2 separate regions of the Capra hircus genome follow, and region 1 is linked to region 2. Evidence: chromatin contacts called from public Hi-C data. All regions are on one chromosome and are shown on one strand. The core of a region is the stretch at or near the end of the contact, and the rest is flanking DNA. Distances in the headings are between cores, read along the strand shown.

The links. A called contact is a pair of places that touch in the nucleus more often than the background predicts.
Region 1: a contact with region 2 is called in a Hi-C map of blood, with 7 times the contacts expected there. The contact joins the enhancer-like site here to the promoter of LOC102173865 in region 2. A contact is called at or near these places in 4 of 5 Hi-C or Micro-C datasets (blood and liver).

What each region holds. Positions count from the first base shown.
Region 1 is chr15:31,764,915-31,768,137 of ARS1.2, forward strand. NUMA1 (nuclear mitotic apparatus protein 1) reads left to right here. Exons shown (of 27, transcript XM_013969704.2): 5 at 2,125-2,204. Among named protein-coding and RNA genes, the nearest start is that of IL18BP, 24 kb to the right of the region's middle. Within about 2 kb of position 1,472, at least 2 of the 5 cell types and tissues checked have an H3K27ac peak or open chromatin away from gene starts, as enhancers often do.
Region 2 is chr15:31,709,210-31,712,454 of ARS1.2, forward strand. It overlaps LOC102173865, which reads right to left and starts at 1,808. Exons shown (of 6, transcript XM_018059413.1): 1 at 966-1,808. The coding sequence starts at 1,047.

The DNA of each region.
Region 1 (3,223 bases), core at 222-2,721, 55 kb after region 2:
TCCTTGGTTTAGCCACTGTAAGTTTATAACTCAGTGGGAAATTTGCATAAGGCAGGTGAAAAGTTCAAGATGCCCATTTTCCAAGTTATTCTAAGGTGCTGCCTGAGCTTTAGATTAGAAGAGACAGGTGGGGAGAACAGTAGCAGTGGGGAGAGAGAGAGTGTGTGTGTGTTGGTTGGAAGTGCTATTGAAATCCCAGGTTAACCCTGATCTTCACCGCAGATACAGGGTGATGCTGACCAACTTTCTTTGGGAAAATGTTATTGGTGAATGTGTTCTGGCTGATTCGTTTGTGAACAGCTCCTACTGTTGCTAACAGAAATCAGACACCTGGTTCTCAGGGAAAGACAATGAAGGAGGGCTGGGTTGGCAGCAGATAGAATCTGTGGGAATCGAACAAATGCTTGTTCCTTGGCCACTTGGCTTTCTCTCTCGGAAAATTCATTAGAGTCAACCCCTCTGACAAGTTTCTCCATTTTTCTGTGTATGAATAGCCTGAACCAAATAGGCTATCCCATCTCTTTGATATCTGTGAGGCTTGCAAATCAAAGTTCAATGGAGGCATTTTCCCAGAAAACTTAAAGCCCTGATACTTGCCTTACTGATGTTGACCTCTGCTCATGCCAGTTAAAAGCGTTCCTCATTGGTCAGTCAGCCCATATGTATTCAGCACCTGCTGTATTCCTATCTTTCAGCTCACACAGAGTGGTCACTTATAAATGATGTGCATGGGTCCGTGGAGTGTTGTAGGAATGCCTGAGAAGGAGGGGGAGACATGACTAGCAGTGGTTCTGCTTGGCTTCCTGCCAGAGATGAGACTTGAATGCTGTCTTCTTAAAGGATGGGCTGTGTTTCCCCAGGACCAGTGTTTTCCAAAGCATGTTCCATGTGACTATACTATCTCAGGGGCTCAGTGGGGAAAAAAATGTGTTTTGTGGTCAGATATGTTTAGGAAATAATGCCTGTTATGCCTTCTTCTTTAGAAAATGTTCAGTTGGATTTAACCCAGTATTTCTCAAACATTTAACCGAAGTACCATGTTTATTTTTTTTTATCAAATGGAATACACCTAGGTGGGTAGGGAGGATGGCTCTTTCAGGAGTCTGTGAGGAGATTAGCATCTCTGAAGGAATTTGTAGGTGTCCCTAATCACAGACCAGGTACCCAGAGTGCTGCTTGTGGGGCTTCCCTTGGAAGAAGCCTTTGTAATCACTCCAGAGCTGGACAGAGTAACTCCCAGTCTTGGCTGGGATGCTTCTGTGCTTTGCAGGGGGATTCTCAAGTCTGCCCTGCCCTCTGGAAAGTGGATTGAAACCTGGAGCTGTGGGATCTGAATAACAGGAGGCCTTTTAATCAGTATCTTCAGCTGTAGCCTCGATAGAAAAGTCGACTTTCTAACTTTTAAATGAGGGTAGTCACTTCTGAAAATGAAACTGCATTTAGCGAAAGGGGCTAGGGCCAGGCCTGTATGAGAGCGCCCCCTGCTGCTCCCTGCCATCCTTGCTCTTCACACTTTACTCACATTTCCACTTAAACCAGCGCCAGGAAGGTCACAGATCAAGAGTGATTGTCCCTTGGCCTGGCCCCTCGGAGGCCACCTCAGCCTTCAGCCTAGTGAGTGTTGACCTTTGCCATGCCACTTCAGAGCCTTGTTCCCACCTGCTCTTTCAGTTCTTGGATCTGATTTCCCGTTTCCATAGTCCTCTCTTAACTCTAGCCGCGTACATAGTCCTCACGCACTTGTCCTCTTGTCACGTGTTCCCAGGCGTCCTGACCTTTTACACTTGAGCCATTCCGGACTATTGACCCCAACTTCCCATCCATCTGTGCTGCCTCCATCACTTCTCAGCCCGCTTCCCACAGAGCTTTTCCATATTCACAAATGGGGTGGCAGAGTGCCGTCTTTTCCAGGAGGGCCTCAGGCCTCAAGTCCCCACTTCTCAGCCACCACACAGTTCCTTCTGGGTAAATGGTGTCTTCTCCCCTGCTTCCAGCGCCTGGCCTGGTTCTCCATCAGATCCAACAGAGACCCATCCTGAAGGGATGGGAAGGTGGCAGGTAATGCAGTAGCCAGGAGGGAAGGCTGGCCAAGTACTCTGGTTCTAACACTTGTTCTTTTTCTAGCCTTGGCACTGATGAGGGGCAGCAAATCCTGCAGCGGCCGGTGCAGGAGAGACTGGAGTTTGTGTGCAGTTTTCTGCAGAGTAAGCACCTTTCTTTCTGGCTGGGAAGGAGCTGCTTCCTGGGGCTCGGGTGGCCAGAAGAACCAGGTCTCAGGTGTCGGGAGGGGCAGAGGCTTGAGGCCACCCACTGTGTGCCACCAAGATGAGTATGGCCAGGGTGCCTTCTCTGGGTCTGGCCTGCACCAGTTGGAGGAGAGTATCCCGAGTCCCAGAGTATGAGTCTCAGATCCAGGGAGAGCAGGGGGTTGATTTTGGGGACTCATCACCTTGGGTTCCCATTCCTTCCACTCCAAGGAGACAGAAAGATCCATGTTACCTTCTTCCCCTTGCTGGGAGAACAGTTTCCCGTGGTAACCCTAAATTAATTGCTTAAGTGATGGGTATAGGGGCACAGGCAGGGTAAGATTGAGGTCTTGCCCTTCTACTCTACTGTTTGTGTGACCTTCCTAGACAGGGGTTCCCTGTCTGTAAAATGAAGATGATTAATTGCTCTTAAGATTGACGTGCAGAGTAAATAAGGACACATGCAAAGCTTCCAGTGGGCTTCCCAGGTGGTGCTAGCTTGAAAGAATCTCCCTGCCAGTGCAGTGAGACATAAGAGATGCAGGTTTGATCCCTGCATTGGGAAGATTCCCCCAGAGGAATGCATAGCAACCACTCCAGTATTCTTGCCTAGAGAATCCCATGTACAGAAGAACCTGGTGGGCTACAGTCCATAGGGTCAAAAAGTCAGGTGCAGCTGAAAAGCTGAGCACACAGGCACTCAGAGCTTCTAGCACAGTGCTTGTCAGTCCCCTCCCCCATATAGCTATGGACACAGAGTTCTCGTCTTTGATTCAGGAGCTATCTGCCATCCCCACCTCAAGAGGCTTATAAGAAAGGTGATGATGGATTAAAGCAGGGTATTAGTAATTGAGCCCAGCCCCACTTGCAGCATAAGAAGCAGGTATCCCCCAAACCCTGGTCTGACTCAGCTGTAGGCACGCTTCTTCTGCACCCTCAGTTGGAAGGAGACTCGGCAGTGACCTGGAATCTCTGGG
Region 2 (3,245 bases), core at 558-3,057:
GCATAAGAAAGGAAGGTCACAGCCAGTGGATGTGTGAGAGAACAAGCAGGAGTTACTGTTGTGACTGATGTCAACCCAAGCTGTAAGTACCCTAAACCCAAACCTCAGTAGTATCTAGTATCCTTGATAACTATTCATCTGCTTCTTGAACTTTCTCTGATTACCTGAGACAACCAAAGCCAGGTAATGCGTCTAGGATAGGCCAGCCTGTGTTCTGTGAGGGCAGACGTACTGATGTGTTTATGAGAGCAGATAACAAAGACAGAAGAACTTCCCTGGGAAGAAGCATATTACCTTGAGAATATGATCTTGCTGAAGCCTTCCTCTGTCCCCTCCTGAGAAGTACTAACTACCCCCTTACAAACACGCTGAAAGATAAAATGAGCATGGGCGGTGCTGGCACATGCAATAAACGTGGGTGATAATGGAATAAACTTGGATATGACCGGAATGAATATAAAATTTGTCAATAACTATTTCGACTGGAAACATGCCAGTTTGTTAGTAACAAGACCGTGCATGTTTCTACCGGTGATCAGGACAGGCTTGTGTCTGAGACAGGAGAGTAGGTTCTGCCTGTTGACTGGGATGCTGAAGCAGCCTGTATTTTTCTTTCATTAGTCTCTTCTCTCCAAGTAAGAAACGGAGAATAAAACTATCAGCTGATAGACTGGCTCCCCAGTTTTCTTCCACCTGACTTTCCTGCTGTAGCCTGGATTCTTTTGAAGAGCATCAGTTACCCTAAAAGCTCCCTTGGTTCCTTTCAGATGTGCTGATTTTTTTAAATGCCAGATTCTTCTACTCCCACCTCCCTACCCACTACTTCTCCCCAAAATGATGACAAAAATCCCATAGGCTTATGGGAAGAATCTCTTTAGGCTTTTAAAGAAAAGGCTGTTTTCTCCCTAGGGACCACACCCAGCCTGCTGCCATGGTGAGTGGAGTGCCGTGCTCTGGTTGCTGACCTTGGGTCACGTGGATGCTTCGGAAGGAGTAGTCAAGAGGGGGCTCTTGCACCGAAGTGTTCATATAGTTCCGTTTGTTCATAGCTCAGGCCATCATTTGTCAGGTGTAAGCATGGGCCCTGGGAATCCGGGTTCAGCCTGGGAGGACAGAGAAGGACTGGTGTTCGGCCCTCGGGTTTTCCCCAGAGCCCTCCACCCCAGGTTTGTGTGGCTGCATTTCTACTTGAAGATCCCAATCATGATTCCTTGCATTCGTAGGGCACTTCCTACTTCTCCGAGCACCTTCATATCCCCGAGAGTTCACTGACAGTTAAAACACCTTCTACTTTCCAGACGAAGAAACTGAGACCCCAGGGTGGAAGCACTTGCCCAAAGTTAAGCCAGTGAGTCAGCTGAGGACTGCCATCATAGTCTCCTGAATCCTACTCTGAGACCCTTCCTGCTACTCCACAGTAGCTACCACAGAGGCTGTCTTGATACCTATCCTCTGGTGACATCAACTGGGCTATTCTGTTGCTTAACAAACCCCTGAGGGCCTGTAGTGGATTTGGTGTCTGCCAGCCCTTTACAGCCTGACACAGATGGGGATTTGCTACCTTCTCTGCTTGTCTGTCGGCCCCCACCCCCATCCCCCGTCATCTTTCCATCAAGAGACCTTACTTTTAGCTACATCCTGAATGTAGTAGTACATATATAAACACACGTACACATAAAACCAGAGTCTGCCTCACTCTCACTCACCTGTCACTGATGCATGAAACTCCACCATTAGGGATTCACTCCTTTGGGTTCAGGGATTGTCCCCTGTTAAAATGGAAATACCCCCTGAGAGGGGTGAACAGTGTTACCGTCATTCACAATGTGGTGTGAATTGTCTTATCAGATCCTTTCCAATTTGTTGGCTCAAATAAAGCTGAGAATTTTCTCAGACTGGGCAGAGCCATAAGACCACCACTCGCCTGGGGAGGGAGAGCTGGCATACTTTGCCAGAGGGGGTTTGTATGTGGCACAAACACAAGGTAAATAGACTGACAAGCATGTGTCCCAGTCAGCCTCCCCTTCTCACGCCGTCCACTGCTGTCACTGTGGCAGTTACTACTTGTTTTCCCAAAGGACTTGAGGTATTTTATGGTAATAACACACTCATGGAAAAGGATGATTTGTAGAAAAGAGCTGTCCTGACAGAAATATAATGAATATCACAAATGCTGGCCATGTGTGTAGTTTTTTCCCCATATACATAATTTGAATTTTCCTATAGCTGTATAAAGAAAAGTCAAAAGAAACAGGTGAAATTAGGTTTAGTAATTTATTTAACCCATTATGTCCAAAATGTCATTCAACATATAATCAATATTAAAAATTGAGATACTTTACACTTATAGCACATCCCAGCTGGAACAAGCTACCTGTCAAGTGCTCAGTAGCCGCATGTGAATACAGGCTGCCATACTGGACAGTATGGATGCAGAAAATGAAAACATAGAAGAGAAAGATTAGAAGCCAGAATAAAGGAAGTGAGACAGATGTACCAGGGAATTAGAAAACTGCTTATCCCCAAAATTCCTGGAAGCTGAAGCAAAAGGGGAAAACTTAGCATATGTGGTTCACATCATTTGATTCAAAGAAACAAATCATTTGTATGGAGAGACAATGAAATTCTCAAATGTTATTAAAATGGAATTTCTCTTAAAAACCACAGACCTGGTAGCTTGTAATTAAGCTTAAGCTTAATACAGTCCAGGTAAATTCGTTTTTTGGTGACTTAACATATGCAAGGATAGAGGTGAACAGGTTTAGAGGAATGGAAAGTGAATTTCTTCCTCTCAAAAAGCAGCAGCCTCAGGAATTCCCTGGTGGTCCAGTGGTTTCACTGCTGAAGGTGCAGGTTTGATCTCTGGTTGGGGAACTAAGATCCCACAAGCCGTGCAGTGCAGTCAAAAAATAAAATATATATAAAAAAGAGAGGTCTGTCAGCACACAGGTTAGGAAAAAAAGCATTCTCAACTGAGTTTTGGGAAAGTGCTGGCTTGAGTCACTTGACAGCTGAATTGTCAAGTGTGGGATGGACCTGGTGGGCATGGGTTGTCGGGAGTTCTGCATCTTTGGATATCAAATCTACAGACGTAACAAAAAACACTTTATTATTTTGTAGAAATAGAGGAAGGTGGCTTGTGTTCTCACCTAGACTTGAGGACCCACAACGAGTTTGATGCCTCTAAGACTGGATATTTTCTCAAAGTGAGTCCTGTGTTAGGACCCCAGAGTTCAGCCCTACAG